4 separate regions of the Mus musculus genome follow, and regions 1, 2 and 3 are each linked to region 4. Evidence: chromatin contacts called from public HiChIP or PLAC-seq and promoter capture Hi-C data. All regions are on one chromosome and are shown on one strand. Each heading gives the region's core, a stretch centred on a gene start, on an enhancer-like site or on the middle of the called end of the contact. The rest is flanking DNA. Distances are from core to core; before and after follow the strand shown.

What was found. Promoter capture Hi-C pulls out the DNA fragments that hold promoters and counts their contacts. HiChIP or PLAC-seq counts read pairs in DNA pulled down with a chosen protein or histone mark.
Region 1: a contact with region 4 is called in a promoter capture Hi-C map of 3T3-L1-derived adipocytes, with 10 times the contacts expected there. The contact joins the enhancer-like site here to the promoter of 9930014A18Rik in region 4. A contact is called at or near these places in 4 of 39 promoter capture datasets (3T3-L1-derived adipocytes, the SN4741 cell line, cranial neural crest and 1 more) and 5 of 115 datasets of contacts at active chromatin or transcription factors (acute myeloid leukemia, astrocytes, embryonic forebrain and 2 more).
Region 2: an H3K4me3 HiChIP or PLAC-seq map of pro-B cells shows a contact between it and region 4, with 15 times the contacts expected there. The contact joins the enhancer-like site here to the promoter of 9930014A18Rik in region 4. A contact is called at or near these places in 5 of 39 promoter capture datasets (cranial neural crest, embryonic stem cells, hippocampal neurons and 1 more), 2 of 484 Hi-C or Micro-C datasets (B cells and LSK cells), 9 of 115 datasets of contacts at active chromatin or transcription factors (the 230-238 cell line, acute myeloid leukemia, astrocytes and 6 more) and 1 of 9 other capture datasets (liver).
Region 3: a contact with region 4 is called in a promoter capture Hi-C map of pre-B cells, with 5 times the contacts expected there. The contact joins the promoter of Fam91a1 here to the promoter of 9930014A18Rik in region 4. A contact is called at or near these places in 1 of 39 promoter capture datasets (pre-B cells) and 1 of 115 datasets of contacts at active chromatin or transcription factors (astrocytes).

What each region holds. Positions count from the first base shown.
Region 1 is chr15:63,677,893-63,680,592 of GRCm38.p6, forward strand. No RefSeq gene overlaps it. Among named protein-coding and RNA genes, the nearest start is that of 4930449C09Rik, 39 kb to the right of the region's middle. Within about 2 kb of position 1,254, at least 29 of the 459 cell types and tissues checked have an H3K27ac peak or open chromatin away from gene starts, as enhancers often do. A contact at or near this core is called in acute myeloid leukemia, where this site is marked.
Region 2 is chr15:63,651,487-63,654,186 of GRCm38.p6, forward strand. No RefSeq gene overlaps it. Among named protein-coding and RNA genes, the nearest start is that of 4930449C09Rik, 66 kb to the right of the region's middle. Within about 2 kb of position 1,260, at least 38 of the 459 cell types and tissues checked have an H3K27ac peak or open chromatin away from gene starts, as enhancers often do. A contact at or near this core is called in acute myeloid leukemia and pro-B cells, where this site is marked.
Region 3 is chr15:58,414,177-58,416,876 of GRCm38.p6, forward strand. Fam91a1 (family with sequence similarity 91, member A1) reads left to right here and starts at 1,292. Exons shown (of 24, transcript NM_145959.3): 1 at 1,292-1,601. The coding sequence starts at 1,530.
Region 4 is chr15:60,821,567-60,824,378 of GRCm38.p6, forward strand. 9930014A18Rik (RIKEN cDNA 9930014A18 gene) reads left to right here and starts at 1,399. Exons shown (of 3, transcript NR_030696.1): 1 at 1,399-2,812. Lratd2 (LRAT domain containing 1) reads right to left here. Exons shown (of 2, transcript NM_001162926.1): 2 at 1-2,425. The coding sequence starts at 2,329. The coding sequence ends at 1,397.

The sequences.
Region 1 (2,700 bases), core at 4-2,503, 2.9 Mb after region 4:
ATGCTCACAGTTAGCTATTGGATGGATCACAGGGTCCCCAATGGAGGAGCTAGAGAAAATACCCAAGGAGCTAAAGGGATCTGCAACCCTATAGGTGGAACAACATTATGAACTAACCAGTACCCCAGAGCTCTTGACTCTAGCTGCATATATATCAAAAGATGGCCTAGTAGGCCATCACTGGAAAGAGAGGCCCATTGGACTTGCAAACTTTATATGCTCCAGTACAGGGGAATGCCAGGGACAAAAAGTGGGAATGGGTAGGTAGGGGAGTGGGGTGGAGGGTATGGGGGGCTTTTGGGATAGCATTGGAAATGTAAATGAGGAAAATACCTAATTAAAAAAAAGAAATGTAAATAAATAAAATATCCAATTAGAAAAATTGGGGGGGAGCATTCTCTTCAATGCCTGATGCCTAACTCACAAACACACACAACATAATATTGTGGGCTGGGAGGCAGATGAGGGTTAATACCTCATTTTTCTGCTTTTAAACCAGCACGTAGACTAATTAGGTACTCAGGCACTCAGAAACAAGAGACCATGAGATAAGACAATCAACTGCTTTGGTGAGTGGGGAGAAGGGATAGGATAGGGGGTTTCTGAAGGGGAGTCCTGGAAAGGGGAAAACGTATGAAATGTAAATAAGGAGAAGAAGAAGAAGAAAAAGACACCTTGTTTGGAGTGTCTCTGTTATCTGAAGTTAGGAATGTGGGAGGAGAGGGGCTTCCCTGGAGATAGTGGTACTGGGCACCTTCATGAGTGAGACAGATGGTGTGCCAGGGCAGACATGGGCTGGAGGTCTAGATCTGGGATCACTTATAATAAGATGGTGGTCACACACAAGTGCAGTGTGTATCCAGAAAGGGCTGGAAATAATGAGAACAAGCGTCAGGGCCAACAGACAGAGAACCGTCTCCCAGAGAGTCCATGAAGAGCTCTCAAAAGATGACAAGACTCTGCCATTGCTGAGACAGGGCTGAGAGAAGAAAGAAAAGCTGGCCCACAACCATTCCAGAAATGTCAACGGAAAAAGGCGGTCTTTTGGAGGTCTGTGTTTTCCAGGTTCCCAGCCCTGGTCCAAAACGTTATCTTCAAACCACCATTTACTCCCAAGACCCTTCTCCGACCCTCGTCCTTCCTCTGCTATTTATGTTGCTGCTGTGGTTTTCCTTTCTGACCCTTCTCATTGAAACTTTGAAAGAAAAGGGGAAGAAAGCCAGGATGCCTCTCACTGAGTCAGGGTTAGCAGTAGGTGACAGCTTTGACCCTGTGTGTTCTCTGGGGAGACAGCATGAGGCCATAGGAAGACCAGAGGCTTCACTTCCTACCCATGACGTAAACAAGTCCATAACTTCTCAGTACCCTTGTTTCTCATTTATTTGTATCAAATACACACACACACACACACACACACACACACACACACACACACACACACATAAACACACACATGTAAACACACAAATTTCTGTTCAGTGTTGTGCCCAGTGCAGTAAGATTGTGAACATGAAGGCCATACCTAGTGCATACTACATAGCCCATAGATGTGCATTTCTGTTCCTTTGAGCAAGTTGTACAGCTGTGCAAAGATACAGCTGTTCCAGACCTCTGTGCTTTTACAACAAAAAGAGGACAGAATCAAATGGCATTCATCTTGCATGTTTATTGGGAGTATGAACATAAAAGCTCCGGGGCATTTTCAACATAGGCATCTCTGAACTTCTGGGTTGTTGGATTTTTTGTTTTTGTTTTTGTTTTTGTTTTCCCCCTTCTTACTTGGTTCTCTTACTGGAGAAGTCAGAAACAAAAGAGCTAGAATTCTAGTGTTGTCATGTGCCAGGAGATGTTGTTGTTATTTTTTTACATCCCAACCACAGTTTTCCGTCAAGGCTGAACAAAGCAACCAGTAAGAAGGAAAGGGTCCCAAAAGCAGGCAAAAGAATCAGAGACAGCCCCTGCTCCCACTGTTAGGTGTCCCACAAGAAGATGAAGCTATACAATCTTACCATATATGCAGAGGGCCTAGGTCAGTCCCATGCTGGCCAGGAGATGTCTTTTAATGGATGCATGAATGGATGGATGATGGGAAGACAGGAGGATGAAGGGCATTGTCTTAGCTAGGTTTTCTATTTTTATGATAAAACACCATGAACAAAAACAACATAGGGAGGAAAGGGCTTGCTCATTTCATTTACAGATCCACGTTAGAGTTTAAAGCTGAGGAAAATCAGGGCAGGAGCCTGGAGGCAGAGACTGAAGCAGAAGCTTAAAGGAGAACTGGCTTGCTTCCCAGGGCAAGCTCAGCCTGCTTTCTTGTATAGTAATGGGGTATGGGGGCAGGGCACTGGGCCCTCCCATGTCAATCACCAATCAAGAAAATCTACCACAAGCCAATCTACTAGGGGCATTTATTTTTTTCAATGGAGGATCCCAAATGACTGTAGCTTATATCAAGCTAACATAAAATTAACCAGCACAGATGTGTCCAGGGACATGAATAGATTCTTACACATACAGAATCGCCTTACTCAAGCTGCTTCAGTTGTACCATGATCTCCTGAGAAACTAGAGCCACAAAAATAGAATCTCAGGGGCCTAAAGACTATGAAAAATCTTTGCTCCTTGTTTTGTGCACTCACAAACTAGACATTCTTGGCCAAGTCCTGTTTAGAAATGGTTGTATAGCCTGAGAAAATT
Region 2 (2,700 bases), core at 10-2,509, 2.8 Mb after region 4:
TGGCTTGAGGAAGAGTCTACAACATACCTCAATCTGTGTCCTTCCAAGGTAGTATTGTCGCAAAAGACAGGAAGCTTTTCTGAGCTTAAGGAGGCTAACGAAACTCAAGTTTAATGTGGGACTCAGCTCCTCATTTTGGCATGATTTGTGATTGGGACATTAGTAAAACTCACATGAAATTCACAGATTAAAGGAACAACTTACCTCGCTTTAATGGCTTAATTGGTTGCAATCCAAGAATTGAATGAATATATATATATATATATATATATATATATGTGTGTGTGTGTGTGTGTGTGTGTGTATATACATATATATACATGTGTATATATATATATATATATATATATATATATGTATGTATATACACACACACTTTTGGCACTATGTCTAAAATATATTTTATATATGATATATACATATATGCCATATATAGACACATATGTATATGATACACATTTTTAAAAAACTTGGTCAGTTGCATTGGGAAAATTACTTATACTGTCCTCTTGGTTTTATATTGTCAGTATCAACAAAAGGGGTATGGTGTAGAAACCCCTAACCCCCACTCTGACACACACACACACATCAAAGACCAGCACAAAGCATACCAGAGTGTGAGGCCTGAGCTGAGTTTCTGTAAACCCATATATGCCATATGTGTCTCACACCTTTCTCATTTATCTTCAAGGCTTCCAGTGTCCATGATAAGATGGCAATGATGCAACATGGACTCATTTACTCATTGATGCCGTCCCATAACGACCCATCCACACTAGCTAGGGCTTTTAAGATGTACCCCCTAGGACCCACATTCCACATCTCATCTTCATTCCTGACAGTACAGCAGAATATCCCCGCTACTGCTACACACCATGCTACCACAGGTCGATCATGAACAAGCCAGAAGACAGTTTGGCCCCTCGAACTATCAAACTCTTTGTTGACCTGGACTCTTCTTGTGAAATTTAGGTCACAGGGTCAGCACCTATCTGTCCTACATGCCAGACCAGGGACCCAGATTGTCTGTGGCACCTACACAAAGCACAGATAAAAACAAAATCAATCTAGATCAGACTGCTGCCATTTTGGAAATTCATGGGCTGGACCATCCCAGTGAACGGACACAATGTTGTCCTCCACACCCAAATGGACCCAAGAACTAAATTAGAAAATGGAGACAAAAAGTTGTTTCCTCCTCTTAGCCGATTAGGACAATCTAAGGAAAGTGCAAGAGCGCCCCCTGCTGCCAGTATTTGGAATTGTTTGATTCACCCTGAACATAGTTCAGCTTCAAGATGTGCAGCCTGGAGGCTTGAAATCAAGCCTCCTGCTCCCAGTGCGCACATTTTTCAAACACTACGCACACAGCTGCCCTTAAGCCAGTACTTAAGACTTCACCTGCATTATCTCGCTTCATCCCTTGAACAGTCTCAGGGCCTGGCAGAACAGCTACCATTGTGGCCTCTAACAGACAATTTAAAACCAGCCATGTAAGATGGTGTATAAAGTTGCTTACTCAAGGTCAGAGAGACTCTTTTTTTTTTTAAAGTAGCTCCATCTTTAAAATATGACATTCCTCCAAAGGATCTCTTCTAAATCCCCTTGCATACATAACAACCTAAGCTATATGCTGTATCTCCTAGGTGCACAGGACTGGGGAGTGAGAATGGGGTTCAAAAGCAATCCAATGATGTGTGCCTTTGTAAATCTATACATTCGTTAATGCTGTTATTTTCTCCCATGAATTAACAATTTTTACTCTTCTCTTGCTAACATGTACCAGGATAGAAATGAGTATGGTATATGTGTGTCTTTGTAAATCTATACATTCATTAATGCTGTTATTTTCTCCATGAATTAACAATTTTTACTCTTCTCTTGCTAACATGTACCAGGATAGAAATGAGTATGGTATATGTGTGTCTTTGTAAATCTATACATTCATTAATGTTGTTATTTTCTCCATGAATTAACAATTTTTACTCTTCTCTTGCTAACATGTACCAGGATAGAAATGAGTATGGTATATGTGTGTCTTTGTAAATCTATACATTCATTAATGCTGTTATTTTCTCCCATGAATTAACAATTTTTACTCTTCTCTTGCTAACATGTGCCAGGATAGAAATGAGTATGGTATCCGAATAAAAACTTCTGGATTACAAAGCGCATAGATCCTACTCCAAGGGGTTAAGGTTCTCAAGTGGGAAACAGAGAAATCCAGTGTGATAAAAGAGCTTCTCTTCAGGGACCAGTGGCTATGAAGAGTAAGATAAAAAGTCCTATAAGCGTTTGTACCAACTGAACGATCGTTTCCTCAGAGAAACTATAAAGCTATCCTCAGCCTTCCTCGTAATGTTGACATACAAGAGTGTGTTTCTCTGTTGAATATACAATGAAATACTGTTTGTTCAAATTTGTGTTCTTTCCGCTGGACCCTCAAATGGCAATTGAGAAATGGAGACAGATTTTGTTTTCCCAAGGTGGCCTGGTACAACTCCCAAAATGGAACTTTGTGTCGTTAGAACAGTTGAGAGGATCGTAGAAAGATGGACCCAAATATCAGCCAGAGAATTAGACCAGAAAATGGAACCAAAGTACCTGTCAGTCCAAGGATGTAGTGGCACTACGTGTACACCAACTGGGAATGTTGTGGTCCCAGGGGAATTAATATGAGAACCTATGATTACACACACG
Region 3 (2,700 bases), core at 42-2,541, 2.4 Mb before region 4:
CTAAAGCAGGAGACAGAATATTTCTATGAAGGGTGTTCCTGAGGAATTCACAGGATGGTTCCAATAAACAGCCTTGGGCTGGGCCTGGACAGTTGGCCCAGCAGCTAAAATCACTTGCTTTTGTTTAGCAAAAAAAAATCTGAAATCCAACTTCTGGGCACCTGATATCTGATGCTCTCTTCTGGCCTCTGAAGGTACAAGGCACACTGGTGGTGCACACACACACACACACACACACACACACACACACACATGCAGGCAAAACACTCATACATAAAATAATACATTGTGAAAACCAGTGGGCTCTGCCATTCTGAGGGCTCTTGTAGCCCTGCCAACCTCACTTTCTTCTTCTGATAGGCCTAGTCGCTGTGGCAATGTTTCACTGACTGTTGAGGCAAGGGAATGATACATAGTAGACAGATCATACTTTTGAATACTGTTGCATTACTGGAGTTCAGAACATTTTAGCTACGTTGAGGAGGATCTCAGCAGGATAGGAAGTTACTGCGATCAGATAACCAGACCAATACACCTATGTAAGAGCAGTGTGTACCATAATAGTTTCAAATAATTAGATATAATGGCATGCCTCAGACTGGCCAGTTGTTGAGGTATGGATTAAGCGTCTTTAATGTTTTCAGTTCTTATCAGTAGTGTATAACAAAACATGACTTAAAAACATTGCTTTAAAATGAAAAAATAGACAAAGAACCACTGAAGTCTTGCAGTTAAATGAGTTTGCTTAGGAAATAAAATATACTCTGGAAGAAACCGTTCCCAAAGACCTCAGGAGAGCTGTAGGGATAACCATCCCAGTTCTGCGTTTAAAAAGGCGATCGAAGCAAGTTAACATTTCTGCACCTCAAATCCCTACATTTTAAGAATTTGGATCTTGGAAGGAGTCCAACGTTCTCCATCCCCAGGATACAGCGAATGCTTGGAAGGGATGACGCCGCTAGCGACTCTAGGCCAATGGGTGGGGGGGGCCCAGGCATACTCGGTGTTCTCTTGTTCGGCAGGGTGGCGAGAGTGGTTCTTTCATTAGAAGCGCTTTTGCTCAGACAACCGACAGAGCCATTGGAGACACACATTCGGGAAACTGAGTCACACAAACCCAGAGGTGCAGACCAGGGAGCCTCTGTCACCCCAATGCGCAGGCGCGGCTGGCTGGGCTCGGAGGGTCTCTGAGTCCCGCCTTCCTCGCACCGTTCAACCACGTGCGGGGGGTGGGGTGGGGGCGGAGCTCCACGCTCGGACCTAGGCCAGTGAGCGGAAGTGACGTCGGCACAGAGCCATTTCCGGCAGGCCGAAACTAGGAAGAAACTTGGAGCTGCCGAGGCGCGGGTCGTAGTTGGCGCTCCCGTCCGTGCCCCGTGGCCGGCGCCGCGCGGACCTGTGGGGGCCTGGCCATGGGGCGGCGCCGTGCTCGTGCGGCCTAGACGTGCGGGCTCCGCTGACAGGCCGGGCGCTCGCGGGCGGCAGGCGGCGTGGCAGCCGCGGCCGCCGCGGGCCTGGGCTCCGGCATCATGAACATCGACGTTGAGTTCCACATCCGGCACAATTATCCTTGGAGCAAGTTGCCAACGAACGTGAAGCAGGTATGGCTCCGCCCTGCTTCTCTGTCGCCTGACCTGCGGGCCGTCGGGGGGCTCGGGGAAACTGGGCGTGCGCTGTCTCCCAAGAAGGCTGGACGGGTGTCCCCCCGGACTCGCCTGGTACCTCGGCCTGCAATCTTTATTTTAATAAAGTCCCCGGGCCCCCAAACTTGAGAGTGGTGGGAGAAGGGAGTGCAAAGCGACAGATCACACGTACCTCCTCTGGAGCGTTTCTGGGGGTTAGGTTGCCTGCTTGGAGTTGCATGTGTAACTGAAAGCATTTAAAGTTGGCCCTGGAAGACCACTAAAAGTTACTAAGATGAGGAACGAAGGCCCTCCACCCCCGGGAAGAGGGAAGAGTACGTCTCCGGAGCTGTGAACAATCACCAGAGTTCGGAGACGTGTTCCGATCCACTTGGAAATGTTGGCTGGATGCGTGAGGGTGATAGCTGCCGAGGCTGACAGAGCAGTCAGGCCTGATTTGGAAGGGTACGTGTGTGGTTTGTGTTGTCGGACTTCGTCCTTTACACAGCCTGAGTTTATAAAGGATCAACGGGAGCATGACCCGAGGGGTTTTGTTTTTGTTTTTTAATCGAATGCTTACAATGAATGGTAGTTTTACTCAGTCGTGTTTACTGAGCATGCAGATAGTTTAAGGATCCTGCCTCCACGGAGAGTCTTTTCTGTCAGAGACAGAGTAAATGGACTGGTGAAAGAAAAGAACGGATAGGTGGTTTGAACTTTTACGAAGGCCTTGATGTGTGTGCTTACATGTATAGTATGTTTACTACATGCAATGCAGGGGTTCGCTGCCCACCGTTTCTAAGTTCCTCTGATTTCTGGTTTCTCTTGGTGGTGGGCAGCAGGTATACTTTTGGAATTATGGAATGGTGGTGGTAATGTTTTTATGATTCTTGTGATTTACTTTGAGTCCTAGTTCTAGAGAACGAGTTAAGGGTCTGGTGGACATCACGTGACAAAATACTTCTAAGACACCAGAACCCTAGGTGTGTTTCAGGGGCAAAGGTCTATAGGTTGTCAAAGATGTCAAGTTTCTGAAACTTGAAAAAAGGAACAAGTCTAAATCTTTGGGAATAAGTTC
Region 4 (2,812 bases), core at 149-2,648:
GTGCACGGAAGTTCAGTTGCAGACACAATTGCTACCTCTTCAGCCTGTCCGAATGCCGCCACCACCAACCTACGTTTGGGACTGTCATCAAATCTCTTCTGACAGTACTACATGGGATCTGTGTCTGATGCCACCACCCTTAGTAAAGGGTTCTGAATCGGATGTTCTCCAAGCCACAAAGAAATTGGGTACATATGACAAGACTTTGTACTTTAAACTTCACCCATCATGGATGGCAAAGTAACCCTCACCCTACCACAGCAACTGTCTGTCGAGGAAGGGAGACCAGGGAGAGAAAAACAAAAAGCAAAACGAACCCTAGGTCCAGCTTGGTTTTTAAAGGGTTACTTTCACCACTTAGCAAGGGGACAAGGAGAGATTTAATTCTTTCCAGGGTAGCACTGGTTGATTCCCTAGAGGATACTTTATGGGGTGGCACAAGCCAACCCCATCTGTGACCTGCAGATGAACACGCCAAACAGGTTTAATTAGATCAGAGACACAAAGGGCTATTGCCTCCCCTGATAACAACACCATAGCTCTAAGAGTCCACAACAGCAGGCCAAAAACACAGGAGGCAGAATGGCACCTTAATTGAATCCTTTCCCTGGCTGGCCCTTGACAATGATTTACTTGTAACCGGGGGAAGGAATTGGAGTCTAAGCCAAAGACTCCGCTTAGAGCCAGCTTCCCAAGAGGAGGTACTTGGGGATAGGGAGGGGGAGGTAGTGAAATCCTTTTGTAGCCTGTAGCCTGAGTTTGCTAAAGTATTTGCTGCACTTAATACGGGGCTGTTTGGTTTTGGTCTGCTGATCCCAGATCTTGTAGTTTCAGCAGCCTTGTGCCCCGGGAATCCCATAAAAATAAATCACTCCAGCTTCTAGGATCCCAAGCACAGCTCAGCGGGGGAAGCAGATAAGCAGTTCTCCCAGCAGACCCGAAGCGGCTCCTCCCCAATCCTCTCCGGCCTTTGTACCCTGCATCCTCCAAGCTGAGTGTAGTGAGGGATCCAGAGAGACAGAATGCAGGGCAAATGTGCTCTGAGATTTCCCCCAAGCCTGCTTGTATACGAAGGGTTAAATTTGGTCCCAGATCTGATAGGGTTGAAGCCGCAAGCAAGTTCCCACTTTACCCCACCTGGGAAAGGAAGGTGGACTGAGAGGGCCTGAAGAAAAAGCATCCCATGGCCACCCACCAGCCAATCCTACCTGCTCCCTAAGTCCCCTTCCTCCTCCCCTGTCCAAAGCCTGCAGTACATTTCACCAACTCCGCTTTTTCCAAAAGGCCCAGGAATACTAAATGGGGCCCAAGTGTTGGGGGGGGGAGAAGAGCGGGAGGAAGAGGGCGTGGCTGCAGCAAACAGCTTCCTTTTGTAGCTCTGAGCCCAGTTCAAGTATCAGTGCACGACCGAGTCTCCGTTCTCCTCCTCGGAGCCCGATGCTGGGGGACGCAGGGGGGACGGTGTAGTCCGAGTCGCGTCGCTGTCGCCCTCATCCGGCTCAGCCGGGTGCAGGTGCGTGGCGAGCTCCTGTAGCACCGCCGCGCGTCCGATCTGGTCGTTGCGCCGCTTCTCCATGATCAAGTCCTCCAGGCTCTGGAACTCGAGAGTGTGGCTGCGCTGAGCCGAGAGCTGAATCTGCAAACGGTAGGGCTGCTTGCCGATGCGCAGCTCGCCACCGATCTTGAACTCGCGTTTGCCATAGCGGCACCAGGCCGCAAAGCTCTCGGAGTTGCGCCAGCTGAGCTCGCGCTCCTTGGCGCCCACGTGGGCCAGCGCGTTGCGCACTACAGCGCTAGGGCTCAGTGGCTTGTAGCGATACAGATCGTTGACCACGCGGCCGCGCCGGCCCTGGCTCGCATCGGTCAGGAAGCTGTTGCTCACCTCCAGCCGGTGCAAATGCACCACCTGGAAATTGCCCACGTAGACAGCCCAGTGCGGGTATTGAGCCTGCGATACAAACTCCACCAGGTCACCCGGACTGCACTTGTTGAGCAAGTTCTCCGGTGTGTAGGTGCTCAGAGCCGCCGATCCTGGCGCGAAGCTTTTCTGATAGATGCACTCATCACGATAAAACACCGAGCATTCCACCTCGTGCTGCCGCGGGTCGTAGGGCTGCGGCGGGGGCAGGGGAGGCCGATCCCCGGAGTCGGACAAAGCTCCGCCATCAAGCCCCTGGGGCGGTGGCTGAGGTTCCACATCCTCGTCGTCATTGGAGAAAATATAAGAGACTCCGATGCGGGGCCCATCGTCTCGATCCACGCCGGTCGGGTCGGCCGTGGGAACTTCCTTATAACTTAGGTGGGTCAGTTTTTCCACCTGGTTGCCCATTACGCTGTGGACTCTCGTTCACAAGACTTCAAGAGGAGAAAGCGAAACCACCGTCAGAGTCATTGGCACTGGTGCCCGGGCAGGGGCTAAAGCCACCTGTTGGAAGAGAAGACGAGGGAGATGTTTGTAGGTGCCACTCCAGAAAAAGACGTTTGTTTCTTGAAAAAGAACCGGTAGGGGCCCGAGCACCTGGAGCCATTTTAGGAGAAGTCTGGGGGACGTGCTTCCTCGCGTTTCTACACCACTAAGGTCACGATCACTGGAGACATGGCCACTCCAGCTTTCCCCTTCCTCCAGCTATCACCTGGACCCAGCCAAAGCCATTGCATCAGCAGCTCCGACAGCTTCCGCCCGCGCCCTACCTGCCAACCCTGGGCAGGAGTGGGGGAGGGAAGGAAATAGAAACTTTATTCCAATTTCCTTCTCTTTCCTAACTTCCCCTCCCACTCCGGATCCTAACTAGCCCTTTGACGTCCTTCAATG